Regions from separate parts of the Mus musculus genome. Here regions 1 and 2 are each linked to region 3. The links are chromatin contacts, called in public HiChIP or PLAC-seq and promoter capture Hi-C maps. All regions are on one chromosome and are shown on one strand. Each heading gives the region's core, a stretch centred on a gene start, on an enhancer-like site or on the middle of the called end of the contact. The rest is flanking DNA. Distances are from core to core; before and after follow the strand shown. Region 1 overlaps Fbxo34 (F-box protein 34). Region 2 overlaps Gm41148 (a long non-coding RNA gene). Region 3 overlaps Tmem260 (transmembrane protein 260).

What was found. HiChIP or PLAC-seq counts read pairs in DNA pulled down with a chosen protein or histone mark. Capture Hi-C pulls out chosen DNA fragments and counts their contacts.
Region 1: a contact with region 3 is called in a promoter capture Hi-C map of adipose tissue, with 3 times the contacts expected there. The contact joins two enhancer-like sites. A contact is called at or near these places in 2 of 39 promoter capture datasets (liver and pre-B cells) and 1 of 9 other capture datasets (adipose tissue).
Region 2: an H3K4me3 HiChIP or PLAC-seq map of bone marrow-derived macrophages shows a contact between it and region 3, with 5 times the contacts expected there. The contact joins two enhancer-like sites. A contact is called at or near these places in 1 of 39 promoter capture datasets (stem cell-derived epiblast-like cells), 1 of 115 datasets of contacts at active chromatin or transcription factors (bone marrow-derived macrophages) and 1 of 9 other capture datasets (pancreatic islet).

The regions. Positions count from the first base shown.
Region 1 is chr14:47,512,951-47,517,643 of GRCm38.p6, forward strand. The region is part of intron 1 of Fbxo34 (F-box protein 34); the gene reads left to right. Among named protein-coding and RNA genes, the nearest start is that of Gm35166, 7.1 kb to the left of the region's middle. Within about 2 kb of position 2,856, at least 144 of the 459 cell types and tissues checked have an H3K27ac peak or open chromatin away from gene starts, as enhancers often do. A contact at or near this core is called in adipose tissue and liver, where this site is marked.
Region 2 is chr14:47,792,106-47,797,173 of GRCm38.p6, forward strand. Gm41148 (a long non-coding RNA gene) reads right to left here. Exons shown (of 3, transcript XR_874597.2): 2 at 3,741-3,983. Among named protein-coding and RNA genes, the nearest start is that of Gm41148, 11 kb to the right of the region's middle. Within about 2 kb of position 3,191, at least 9 of the 459 cell types and tissues checked have an H3K27ac peak or open chromatin away from gene starts, as enhancers often do. A contact at or near this core is called in bone marrow-derived macrophages, where this site is marked.
Region 3 is chr14:48,457,357-48,461,925 of GRCm38.p6, forward strand. All of the region lies in intron 3 of Tmem260 (transmembrane protein 260), which reads left to right. Among named protein-coding and RNA genes, the nearest start is that of Tmem260, 13 kb to the left of the region's middle. Within about 2 kb of position 1,750, at least 29 of the 459 cell types and tissues checked have an H3K27ac peak or open chromatin away from gene starts, as enhancers often do. A contact at or near this core is called in adipose tissue, bone marrow-derived macrophages and liver, where this site is marked.

The sequences.
Region 1 (4,693 bases), core at 1,606-4,105, 940 kb before region 3:
CATTCTTTTATTTTACAAAATGTGTTGCATCTTGTTTCAGTGTATCATTATGATGTAATAGCTATTTCTGTCTGTTGGGAGTGTCTTAGGTTGCTGTTACTGTGATAAAAAACACATACTAGAAGCAACTTGGGTAGAAAAGGTCTAATTCACTTATACTTCTTTTTTTGTTGTTGTTGTTTGTTTTTGGGTTTTTTGTTTGTTTGGTTTGGTTTGGTTTTTGAGACAGGGTTTCTCCGTGTGGCCCTGGCTGTCCTGGAACTCACTCTGTAGATCAGGCTGACCTTGAACTCAGAAATCCGCCTGCTTCTGCCTCCCAAGTGCTGGGACTAAAGGCATGCACCACCACTGCCTGGCTGACTTATATTTCTAAGTCATTGTCTATCACTAAAGGACATCAGGGCAAGAACCTAGAGGCAAGAACTGAAGTAGAGAGACCATGGGGGAATACTGCTAACAACCTTGGACCACCTGTCCAAAGATGGGACTACCCATTAACGTGTTACCCCCTCACCCACTAATCAAGAAAATGCCCCACAGGTATGCTCTGTGTGCCAGTTGTGATTGGGACAGTTCCTCACTGAGGATCCCTCTCACCCACCGGTCTTCAGCTTGTGTCGGGATGACGAGAACTAACCATCACTTGGTTAGTCTTGGAAGATACCAGGCCTTGTGCTGGTATACTTTTCTGAATACTCACCTCCTTTTGTGCATAATGGTTGCAGGTTATGAGTTCAGATGTTGAGGGCTGACAGAGATTGTGCTGGCATTAGGACTTCGAACAGAGCGTGAAGAAAGAGGATCAGCCTGCAGAGTTGCCCCAGCAGAAGTGATTCAGCATCAGAACAGTTGTGCTGCTAAGTTTAGGGAAGGTGGGTGGGATGTGTTGCTTTCTTACTTTTTCCAGTGGCCTGTGATTGACTACCAAGCAATGCAAGCAAGTAGCATCCTGTTTTGAGTGTGGAAAGGAAAAGGTTGGAACCATGTGTCAGAAATTGCAGAAGTTTGTGAGCTGTGATTATGGTTGCTTATTTTCGATAAGATTGACAATACAGAGGGAGTAGTAAGGTCGTCGTTTCTCTCACCGCCTTTCCATTTACTTGTCTCCTGGCTTTTCTTATCCAGGTGTCTGTGCTAGCCATGGCAAAATACTTGAAAGAAGGGCTCTGGGCTGTACCTGGGCACCCTGTTTTCATGGTCCTACATTTTTTTTAAAGATTTATTTTTATTATTTCAGGTGTATGAGTGTTTTGCCTGCAGGTACATCCATTTGCCACATGTGAGCCTGGTACCCAAGGCGGTGGTGAGCGTCCATGTGGGTGCTTGGAATTGAACCCAGGTCCTTGCAGCAACAACAAGTGCTCTTAACCATTGAGCCAACTTTCCAGCCCCATGTCCCTCCATTTTGAAGCTAATTCCCATGTCCAAAAGGTTCCATAACATCCCAAAACAGCACTACTAACTGGGACCAACTGTTCGGACAGAGGATCCTGTAGGAACTTGTCACATGCAGCCATACAGTGTGCTCTGCTTTCTGTGTAGGCAGGGGGGTTTGATCGTGGCTGTTAGCACTGCCGTGGTTTACTTCATTAGTAATAGAAATACTAAAGGGATCCAGGCGTGATCTGTGTGCATGCTTTCTAGTCATTTTGAGTTAGGTAAGTTGGGGGGTTTTCTGTTGAAGTTAATTATATGTTTTTAAAAATAAGTATAAAATTGCTATGTGGAAATAATTATATTTCTTTATTATATTTTATATTTTTTTGTTTTTGGTATTTTCTTCCTTCCTAGTTTTGGTGTTTAGGAGTCTGTTTATCAGAGTTTATTTGTGCTGATAATAGTTTGGCATTTTTTATTTTTAAAAAGAATCTATGTAGACATGCCTCCTGCAAGTTGTCCTGACTGCCACACACGTGCTGTGGCGAGCATGCCCCCACCCACCCACACATACACTTATTTTTATAAAGTAAGAAAGAAAAAAACGTGTGTTTAATAAGTGATAGATTGAATCAGCTTTGTTGATTCATGCTTGTAACTGTAGCACATGAGAGACTCTCAAGTCCAAGGCCAGCCTGGACTACAGCAGGGAGAGCTTTTCTCAAATCAGCACATCTTGAGCTTTCTTTAAGAGAAAGAAACAAGTTGGTTGGCATTTGCCATTGTCACTTTTAGTCCAGTTCTTTTTATTACTTGGTTTCCTAGTGTGTCTCCCTTTTCTTTCTTTTTAGATTGCTTCCTGATTTATTTCCTGTTCAGTTGTCAGTAATGGGTGTGGAGTGGAGTAAGAACCTGCCCCTTGTCTGAACCAGGAAGGAGTAAGGCCGCTGAGTGGCCTCCCCCCCACCAAACCTCCCTCCAGCCAGTCAGCCTGGAGCTGACACTGTAGACAGAAGGGACATTTCAGGGCTCGTCTATCCAGTGCTTTCCAGCTGCTTCTGCCGATTTCTCTTTGAAATCAAACAAAAACCAGTAAATACAGAAGAATTGAGCTTCGTACTAAAGTGCCAGCCATTTATTACCCTCGTAGCTCAGGGGTGGCGCGAACTCCTGATTCCCTGTTTCTACCTTCTGACTGCTAGGATCATGTATGTGTTCATTGAGTCTCTTGTTAAATATATGCTGTCCCAACTTTTTCTGTTTGAAGTTGGAAGATGAAAAATCAAGATTTTTAAAACAACTCTTCTAGAGCTTCCCCAAAACCCAGACTTTCCTGTGTACCCCCAGGAGGCTGCCCCAATTCCCGCTCTGCCATGTTTCCTGTAAACTAGTGACTAGTTCTCCAGGACTGACCAGATTACAGCTGGTAGGTTTTATTTTTGAAAGTGTTTGTTTGTTTTTTTTTCTTTCTCATCAGGAGTCCCTCTAGTGGCTGACTGTGTTTCGGTTTTGTAATTTATCAGTGACTTCTCAGTGCCAGAGTCCTTGACTTAGTGAAAGCTGCAAACTGGTGATAACTGATGCTGCCGTCCCATCCTATGAGGAAAGTTTTCATCTAAAGAATCTGCAGCCGGGCGTGGTGGCGCACACCTTTAATCCCAGCACTGGGGAGGCAGAGGCAGGCGGAGTTCTGAGTTCGAGGCCAGCCTGGTCTACAGAGTGAGTTCCAGGACAGCCAGGGCTACACAGAGAAACCCTGTCTCGAAAAAACAAACAAACAAACAAAAAAAAGAGAATCTGCTGTCTTCAACTGTGTTTTTGTTTGAGCTAATATCCTCTATGACATTGTTAGCAGTGACAGGATTTAGTGTTGAGATTTTTAGTATAATATATATTGAGTAGTTGCTAACAGTTAAACTTCAAATTCCCTATAGTTCATCAGTTAGGGTGCTGTCTTAGACTACTTAGTCATTTCTCAGCTTGTTAGGGTTCAGTTTGTGTTCAAATTAACATGCATTTCTTTACCTGGATACTATAGACAGCTGTTTTAAAGCCTTACCTTCTTGTTTTTTCTTGTTGGGGTTTCTTTTTCTATGGGGCTGAACCCGGGCCCTTAAAATGCATGCTAGTCAAGTGTTCCGTCATAATCAACTTGAACATGAAGTCTAAGACACATCGGTGCTAACAGTTTTGTATTGGTAGCTTATAGAAGACATTGGGTTTGTTGTTGTTTCCCTCAGGAGTGGGACCTCTTTCAAGATGCAGTCTTGCTCAGTCCGTGTATTGTAGCCCTGGCTGGCCTCAGACTCCTGACAGTCACTCTTGCCTTGCTCTCTCATGTGCTAGGATTTACAGGAGTGGACACCATGCCTTCTGTAGAAAGGAGGCTTGGAGGATAAGGGTGTGGTTTTGTAGTTGCAGTAAGGTTTGGCTTCATAACTGCCCATTGCCCATTGGAATACCCTAAAGCGTCTGGGCCTCCATTGGTATCTCCTCGGGCCTTGCCGCAGTCCTCTGTCAGTGTTTATACCATGATGACGCTTCTCTAGCATTTGAGAGAATACTTCCTGAATCCTAGTCACCTCTTAAGTATTTTATTTCAAGCAAATAGCTGAAGAGGGCCGCCCACGAAGGAGAGGCTGCCCAGTTCAGTGAGATTCTGTAATGAGACAAATAGGGGAGGTTTCCCTGAGGAAGTGTAAAAGCAGCTGTCTGTCTCACACCAGCACCCTTTGTGTTCTCCCTGCTGTTCTTCAAAGTTTGTTTAACCCCAGGGCCATCTGAGGCTTACCTGAGACTGTTGGTGAAGACATAGAGGACATTAAATTGAGATACAATTTAAGGTTTTTTTAAAACATTCTTTGTGTGTGGGTTTGTGAGAGAAAGTCTTTGTATGTTGTTTGTGTGTGATGTGTGTGGTGTTTTGCCTGCCTGTTTGTGCACCACAGGTGGCATTGGATATTTTGGAACTGAAGCTACCGATGTTTGTGAGCCACCATGTGGATCCTGGGACTCTAACCTGGGTCTTCTGGAAGAGCAACCATTGTTTTTAAACATTGAGCTGTCTCTCCAGCCCCTAATATTAGTGTGTGTATGCGTGTGCATGGACATGTGAAGTGGTCCTCGAGGAGATCAGACGACAACTTTTGGAGATTGCCTCTCTCCTTATACCGTGTGTGTTCTGAGGATGGAACTAGGTTGTGACACTTAGCAACAAGGACCTTAACCACTAAGCCATTTCACCAGCCCAGAACTTGTTTCTCAGTAATTTACCAGCATTTTGAATTTTTAAGTAATTTTTGAAAACAATTGTGAG
Region 2 (5,068 bases), core at 1,941-4,440, 660 kb before region 3:
TCAGCCATTCTTCTGCTTATTTATTTTTGTTTTCTTTTGAAAGGGCCCCTGCAGATGAAGGGGACAGTGCTTTGGCTCTGTTGCTCTAGAGAGTCATAAATAGCTTTGAAAAGAGTAGTGGTGTGTGTGTGTGTGTGTGTGTGTGTGTGTGTGCCTTTGTGAGGGTGTTGATCCAGGCCAGGGGGTGGGGGTGGGGGCTGTAAACATCTGGCCTGTGTCCAAGGCATAGCCCATCCTGCCTGCTTGCCCACCACCATTTTATTGAACAGAAACCAGTAGCCAGGACATATGATCATAGAGTGAAGTGCTCATATAAATAAATACAAATGTTCAATAATATTCCCAGCACCCCCTACCCGACAATGCTTATGAAATGTGTAATGTGTTCTTCAGAAACAGGGCAGTTGGATTCTAACCAGAAGTTCTGAGTGGATTCTTGGATGCTAAGAAATCCATTATGAACATTTCATTATACAGGGGTTTCTCAACTGGGCCTGATCTTGCTTCCCAGAGGGTACTTGGCAACACCTGGAGGTATTTTTAATTGCCACAACTAGGGAGGAGGCTACTGCTGTCTTATGAATAGAAACCAGAAATATTGCCAAATATTCCCAAACACCCAGGACAGCCTGTAGAACTAACGAGTACTCAGTCTGAAAAGTCAGTGGTGCTGAGCTCAGGAATGGTGAGACCTGGCACTGCCTCAGAATCTCAGAGCCTCTGCCCAAGCAAACCCGGCTCTTATCCTGCTGGAACAGCTAGCTCAACTCAGTGACAGCCCTGGTATATTGGGCACACTGGGCAGGGGATGATGGGATGGTGACAGCTATGTTCAGAACTCTATTTCCTTAGCATGTATTGCGTGTGGAGTCCGGGGCCAGGGACGTCACAAGAGTTGTCTCTCTGGATACTCGACTCACAGTCTTCCTGGGTGATGGAGATGAAGGAATGATATCTCACACAAGTGAAATGGTCCTGCTTGGGCCACACAGCCCTAAGTGTGGGAGTCCTTGTTTGTATTTCCAAAAGAGTCCAGATGACCTGTTCTAAGAACTCAGGAAGCGATAGCCACTGGGCATCACTTCCCCAAGCTGCCTTTTCTATCTCTGCCTTTGGGAACTCTGTTGTAGGAAGAAGGTCCTACCCTTGTAACTGTATAAGCCTTATCTGATTCAGGTTTTCTAGACGATGAAGATGCCAGCATTCTTTCAGAGGCATCTGCAATCTTATTTCACACTGGGTCTGGTAAGCTTATTTGGGTTTCTGAAATCCTAAGCTCAATGGGGACAATGGGTGGTAAAGTCTTGGCATTACTCTGTATAATTCCAGATGTTCCAATATGCAGGATGATGTCCCTTCTTGATACTCATGCGATAAAGAGGGGAACACTGACTGATTTTGTCTTCTATAGGAAGACAAGGACATGAGAAGACAGTCAAGGACACAGTGGGAGAGAAGACACAAGAACCCCACACAGGGACCACAGGGACAGAAGGTCACCTGGGATAATCTCTTCTGCTCCACGTTGAGTTGGAGCTCAGGGATGCTTGTGGCTGCTCAAGCCTGGTGTTCGGGAAGATGCCTCTTACTTTCATGACTCTCGAGGGTCCTTTGGTCAGCTATAGAGAGGTCTCATAAGGCACTAGGTTACCAGGCTAGACACAGCCGTGATTGGCTCAGTCATAAAGACACATTCTGAAATGTGTACTGCTGTGTGGGTATCATAGAGCATACACAAATTGAGAAGGTTTTAGCTACTAAACACAAGCTATGGTGTAAATATATGGTCTAGCTATAGTGATAATATACGGGAACAATGTGAGATTAAATCACACTGAAATGTTAAGTATCAGGACTTGCATTTGGGATATGCCTTAATTTTCCTCTTGTTGCTGTGATAAACACTAAGCAAGTTGGGGAGGAAAAGGTTTATTTAGGTAATAGTTCATAGTCCATCTTGGAGGGAAGTCAGAGCAGGAACCTGGTGGGTAATGGAGAGGCCATGTCTGTCCTGATCCATTCATGAGGGGCTGCCTAAGTCAGGGCAGACTAAACCAGTTAGACAAGTCCTCTGCCTGCAGCCTAGAGTCACAAGGGGCTCAGTAGCCAAGGCTCAGACTTGTTTTCCGCTGGCTGTCTGCTTAGAAGTCTTTTGGTGCAAGTGGGAATTTGGGCTTCAGGAAGACAAATGAAAGTAAAATCCATTCTTTAAAGCCTAGCGGGGAACAGACGCAGGCAGAACCATGATATCCATGACGCTGGTGACCATCTTGCTCCATCTCTTCTTTCTTTATTAATTTATTCTCCCAGACCCGCAGCTCCCTTCCCTTTCACAAAAATTTCCTCTGTACTGGAATGAAAAAATGATTTTTGAGATATGGAGTTACTCTCCCAGATACTCAGTCTCTGTGAGGACAGTGGCCTTAACCAGGGAAAGAGCTGCTTTTTTTTTTTTTTTTTTTTAAGCACAAAGAAGAGATGCTATGTGCTATGATGGACTTATTTATTATTTCATTTCATTTATAATTTTTCCTGCATCTTCTGTACACCCAGGAGCCATGGTTGACTTTGCTCTTTTCTCACTGAGCAGTCAGCCCATGTTCCCTCCCTGTGGCAGAGCCCCAATGCCCCTGTTGGCTCAGCGTCTCTGTCTATTCCAGTGTGAGGGGTACTTGTTGCCTCGGTCTAATTCAATCATGTGTGTGGATTCTTCTGTTCAGGGTTTGGTTTAGGTCTTGTAGTGGCCAATACACCTCAATGAGACAGTCAAGGCTTTCCTTCTTGGGTAGACAGTCTCTTTCCTGTTACCCCAATACTTAAGAGCCTAAGGCAGGAAGAACATGAATTCAAGGCCAGTCTCTGCTATATAGTTATCCACTATCACAGAACAAAACTGAATCCACTCAATAGCCTTAGAACCTCCTGTTCTCTGGAGATAGCAAATTCATCACGTATGTACTTTAGTGAATCTTCTACGTGGGTCTTCTGTTATTTAGAGCCAAATATACACCCTCATAATGTCCATGCTAAGTGGTTAGATCATCTCATTTGTTTTTTTAGCGTTTCCTATTGAGGAACTTAAAGAGTTTGAGTAACTTCCCAAATCTGAAAGCAGCATCTGAGGCTTTACAGTCAGATGCCTTCTTTCGCAGTGCCCAACAGTCAGTCGCTATGGTAAGAGCATCTACCTCTTCCCTCTACTTCTGCAACCCTACATAAGTCTCTTCCTTTTTCTGGGTCTCAGTTTTCATATGCTGTCCTGTAAAACTGACTCATGTTAATACTGTTTGATGACAATAGGGTAATCTACTTCTGGATAATAGAAGTAGAAAAAAGGAATTATTGGAACAAACTAGAAGAGTCCCAGTTAAAATCATGCCCTAGTAGAGACCGGATGGGAAGTCACTGCCTCTTTCATGGTATCCCTTAGATTCTGTGGCTGGTTCCTATGCTAACAGCTCACTGGTCACAGGAGGGACCTTGTTGGTAGCCTGAGTTTGCATTCTAAACTGCCTGACTTCTTCACTAGCATGGATGGAAACATTGAAGTCAGGTGGACGCATGTTGCAGACCCCAGTTGCCAGGAGATCAAGCATCTCAGGTTGAGTCCCCCAGAAGCAACCTTGGAATGAGATTTTGAATGTAATTTATCTGGAGACAATCCACGTGCTAACTGGCAGTGGGATGAGGAGGTCAGGGAAGGGTATGAAGCATCGAAGGGCTGCTATAGAATGAGTCACCTGTGAATGACTGCTGTCTAATTCTGCTGGGGAATTCCAGAAGATAATCCAGGCCATGCACCTCGGAGTTGTCCTATTGGGGGGCAAGGGAGCAAGGTTGACAGCAACTGGCATAGAGGGAAGGTGGCATTTCCAAGATCTCCTTGCTTGTCCTGTCAGTTGTATGAGCACAGTGAGTCATGAGAATCCAAAGGCTTAGAAGCTGCCAGTCAGAGGGCTGGCATTGTAGGGACACCTGTATGGCTGCATTAAAAAAAAAAAAACAAAACAAAAACAAAAACTTTCAGAGACTTGAGAAGCTAAGCAGCCCCAGATGACTGACAGCCATCATAGGGCCTTGGGAGCCATGCCCATAGGAGCATGCACTGTATCTAGTGCAGACCCACAGAAGGACCCTTCAGAGGCACTAGAAACGGAGGCCTGCCCCCCTTGTTGACAGTGTAGGTTTGCAGACCTGCAGAGCCTGGTAACCAACTCTATGCCACCTTAGAGAGGGGACTAGAAACATAGTTTTGATTCCTTTCCCTCTATTAAATGTTTTTTCCCCCCAAATACCAGAGCTGGGTGGTGGTGGTGCATACCTTTAATCCTGGCACTTGGGAGGCAGAGGCAGGTAGATCTCTGAGCTCAAGACCAGCCTGGTCTACAACGAAGTCCAGGATAGCCAAGGCTACATAGAGAAACTCTGTGTAAAAAAACCCAAACCAAACCAACTAAGCCACCAACCAACCAACCCACATGCACATAGATCTGTCAATAAACTTTTGAAAATCAAGTTTGTTTTTATAGTCTACATATATTATTGGAAAACTAGAAATGCTATGGCTGCGGTGTGGAACTCGATTTTTTTTTTTTTTTTTGAGACAGGGTTACACTATGTAACCCTGTTGGTCTGGAACTCACCATGTAAACCAGACTGGCCTTGAACACACAGAGATCAGCCTGCCTCTGTGTTGGGAACCAACAATCAGAGTGGCTGTGACTGTTTTCATGAATTCCCCCAGTACGAAGCTGTAGGGTAGGTCATTAGATTCCTGCCCATCCCTTCTACACCTCTTTCTTAGCTGTACCCAGTACTGCGCCAGCTGCACATGGTCTTATGTCATGTTGGAAGACACAGGAGGGTGGAAACTCAACTGAGGGTCTCCATCTTTGGCCCTGTGGGGAAGTCGTCATCCACACTGGGGAAAAATGTTTTGCTGAAGAGACAGCTTTGGTGTCTCCCACATTCCTAACAGTAAGCTCAGTAAACACATAGGCTCATGTGATTAAACTTGTGTGGAACTTTTTGGTTTGTCACAGGTGCTGTATTCCTAACTGTCAGGAGA
Region 3 (4,569 bases), core at 500-2,999:
TTGAATATTAAAATGCATTTCATAACTTCAGCTGATTCAGGGACTTACATCAGTTTCCTGTTTTCCGAGTTTGTTAGCGTTGGTGATGAAAGTAGCTTAATACCCTCAATGTGTGGATTTTAATTATTTGGGTGCTTTGTGCTTACTTCCTGCACTTGCAACGTGTCAGTTAGTGTGGGTATGAGGCCACATCTTCCACATCTTCCGAGTGTTCGGTTAGAAGGACTTCGGGTGTTGAGATAGAAGCCCTGGTCTGTGCCTTTGACAGTAATGTGCTGGGATATACTTGGAGGCAGTTTCAGTTCAACTGCTGAACACAAGCTCGTTTCCAGGTGCTGTGTGTTTGAACTCACGTGGTCTGTGAGCGGGCCACTTTTTGAAGTAGGCGGCACCTCAGCAGGCATTGCTCTCATTGTGCAAACTCCTGGCATACGGGAGACAGTGGGACGCTACAGAGTCGTCCAGGGCTGCTGTCTAGGTTGTTTAGGTACGAGATAGTGAGGGACAATGAAATAAAATGTTTTAGACTTTGTAGTTTTATTATATAGCTAGACTCAGGTTAATCTTTTTTGACTAAACATTTTATGGGGGTTGAGGAGGCATGTGCACGCCGCAGTGCACCTCTGGAGGTCAGGGAACAGCTTGAGGGAGTTGCTTCCTTCCCTTCAACATGGACGTCTTGGCTCTTGAGGTTTGTCTGCAAGAGGCTTTACCTGCGGAACCATGGTGCTGGCTGGCCTGTAGACCTCAATTCTCACAGAAATTGATTGATTGATTACATTTATTCATGGAAACTGTTCATGATCTGATTCCTTCTGTTTTAGTTGTGCTATGTCATTTTTTTTTTCTTTCTGAAGACTTTAAAATTTCCCCCCACTTTTCTATGGTTTTTAATCATGAATAACACGTGGCAGTTTTCCTTTAAAAGCATCGATAGTTATTACAGGCAAAAACAGTAGTCCTGATTGGCTCAGGAAGTGAAAGTAACCTTGGTATGATTTTTTTTTTCTCAGAAGTGGCAACACATTTTTTATAAAATATGGGATAAGGACTTACTTTCAAAGTTATTAGAGATGGGAAGATTATCATTTTTGAGGCCTAGTGGTAGTGGCTGAAGAGAGAAAACCTGAATATACACGGTCCTCAGTTGCTGCTTTTTGTTCACCGGGTCTGAACCTGGCAGTATAAAGGTTTGGATCCCCTGCTCTCGGCTGCCTAGAGCGAGACACACTTGATGCTCAGAGATCATTTGCTACAGGAATGCTGACTGACAGCAAACGAAAGGTGTGTAGCAGGGCTTGGGTTTTCCTTCCCTGAAAATGCTAGTCTGACCATTCTCCACACAGCCTGGAGAGATGACAAACCAGGACGTTGATTATGTGAATGAGCCAGAGGGAAACCTTCACGTCATTTTCATGACTAAAGCCTGGAAAGATAAGACTACGGGAGGATAAGAATGATACGTGTCGTGGGCAGTGGTGGCACATGCCTTTAATCCCAGCACTCTGGAGGCAGAAGCAGAGGCAGAGGCAGAGGCAGAGAGGCAGGCTGATCTCTGAGTTTGAGGCCAGCCTGGTCTACAGAGTAAATTTCAGGACAGTCAGAGAAATCCCATCTCAGAAAACCAAAACCAAAGACAGACAGACCGACGCACAGAGAGGGGGTGGGGTGTGCAGTTGATCTAGCCTGCGTTAGCATACTTCCTTCCTCTGATCCACTGTGACTTTCTTGTTAGGAAGTGACACTGTAGTAATTTAGTAGCCGGTAGTGTGCCTATGCCGCTGCTCCCTGCCTGCTTCCGCTTCCACTTCCCTGAAGTAGGAGCGCTCAGTGTCAGTAAAGCTAGTGCGTCCCATGTGGGGTTGCTGCTATGTAGATATCACTGAAGTCAAATGGATTCATGAGTTTTAGGAGGCATATCAAATGTGTGCTTGGAACGAGTTTCAGGTTTCCGTTGTTTGCCTTCTGGTTGAGGGTTAGACAAGTATGTGACTACACATGAAAATCAAATACCATGGAGTGGAAAGGAAGGGTGCACTTTACCATCCATCGATAGCAAGTCTGTGTCAGTGCTATGAATTGAAACCCCTGATTTATCCATTGAGTCAACAGATGAATGCTGTTCTGTCCGCGAGAAAACTACTGCACAGTCAGTAACTTCCTCAGGAGCCCTCTCTAGGTCTCACGGATGTTATGGACCAAAAAGAAAGTGGTTCCGTGTTAACTGGAGAATGACGATGCCCTTGCTTGTTAGGATGGACTTTCTTAAAGCCCTCGCAGCCGCTCTCCTTCAGTGGAGTGAATCTTCACTGAGAGTTACTCAGTGGGATTGAAAAGACTTGACATCCTTCCCGTACTGTCTCCATAGGTCTGTCTGCGTCGGACAGAGCACTGCATTTGCCTAAACTGTGAACCACATGATTTTGTTGTTGTTGTTGTTGTTTTCAATACATCCCAACCACAGCTCCCTGCCTGCACTCTCCCATCCCCGTCCCCAATCTCCTCCTCCTCTGTTTCCCTTTAGAAAAGAGCAGGCCTCCCAGGGATATCAGCTGAACACTGCATATCCAGATATAATAAAACTAAGCCCAAACCCTCATATCAGGCCGCATGAGGTAACCCAGTAGGAGGAGAAGGGTCCCAAGAGCAGGCAGAAGAGTCAGAGCAACCCTGACTCCTACTCTCAGGAGTCCCACAACAACAACCAGCTAACAACCATAACGTATGCAGAGGACCTAGCTACGAGCCATGCAGACTCTGTGAGCCCCTATGAGCCCTGCTTTGTTGACATCTGTGGACCCTGTTCTCCTGGTGTCCTTGACCCCTCTGGCTCCTACAATTCTTCCTCTCCCTCTTCCACAGGGTTCCCCGAAATCCAAAGGGACGGACCTGATGGAGACATCCAATTTGGTATCTCTTTCTGCCTAGTGTTTGGCTGTAAACCACGTGATTTTAGAGATAACCTGCCCCCCCCAAAAAATCAAGAAGATTCATCTACTACAAATATATCACATAATATGTTTATACATAGAATATGTTTACAAAAAATAAAACAAACTGGGCCTGACAGTACAGGCCTATATATAATCCGAGCTATTCAGGAGAATAGGATAGAAATACAGCAAATTCAAGGCCAAGTTACAGAGGCCTGGGATATAGCTCAGTATGTTCAAGGCCACTGGCTTCAATCCTCAGTAAAACACACACACACACACACACACACACACACACACACACACACACACACACACACACAGTCTCTCTGTTTCTGTCTCTGTCTCTCCCTCTCTGTCTCTCTGTCTCTCTCTCAAAAATAAAACTCAAAGAAGGCTGGACATACAGCTCAGTGGTGACTCACTTGACCACTGTATCTATAACCCTGTGTTCAAACACAACTACAATAAAAATAAAACAAAACGTACTTCAGTGACTTGAATCTGATACGTTAAGTTGTTGGTATTTTTGCTTTTCTCTACTGGTATGACACCTTAGAATTAAGTATACCTCTTCAGTAGTATAAAAACTTAGTTTTGGTTACTGATGCTGATGCGTGGCTACCCTTTACAACATAGTGGTTGTTTTATTTAAATGATCACAGCAGTGGTGTCAAAAGTATGTGATTTCTATACGGCTCATCAGGTTACACCTTTTTGTAAGTCACAGTAAATTCTAAAAATGTATTGTTTATTTGAAGTAATTCTTTGACTTCACATTATAAAAAACTTGATTAATAAATACTATAGTTATCTCCTCACATAGTGTTAAATTAAACTGGAAAATTGTGCCTTTAGACTGTTTTCAGTATCTTAATGAGTCTATGATCTCCCTCGAACGCCCTCCCTCCTGTGTGCTGTTGGTGTGATCAAGTACTATGAACTTGTCAGACATTTTTGTATGCCCTTTAGTTTTTACTAGATTTTAATGTCAGGATCCTAACTTATCACATTATTAACTGTATTTCCTTTTTGGAAAGATGACTTACACATGTTTGTTCAAGAAAATGAAAGTAAAGTTGAGATAGGGTTTATGGATTGCCAAGTGGAAACACGATGGAACTGTGTGTAGGTGTGTCTGTGTGTGCATGTGTGCAAGTGTGAGTGTTTGTGTGTGTGAGTGAGTGTAGGGGTGTGTGGTGGTATCTATGTGTACATGTGTGCAAGTGTGAGTGTGTGAGTGTGAGTGAGTGAGTGTGTGGTGTGTGTCTATGTGTGCAAGTGTGAGTGTAAATGTATGTATGTAAGTGTGTGTGTGGTGTGATGGTGTCTATGTGTACATGTGTGCAAGTGTGAGTGTTTGAGTGTATATGTAAGTGTGTGTGAGTGAGTGTGTGGGGTGTGGGTGTGTCTTTGTGTACATGTATGCCGGTGTGAGTGTGTGAGTGTTTGTGTGTATGTGTGTGAGGGGTGTGTCTGGGAGCGGTTTTCCTGCACAAATGTCTGTGCACCCCATGCATACAGTGCCTGTGGAGGCCAGAAGAGTGTGTTGGGTGCCCTGGAACTGGAGTTATAAGTTGTTAGCTGTCATATGGGTTCTGGGAATCAAACCATTTCCTTTGGATGAACATCCAGT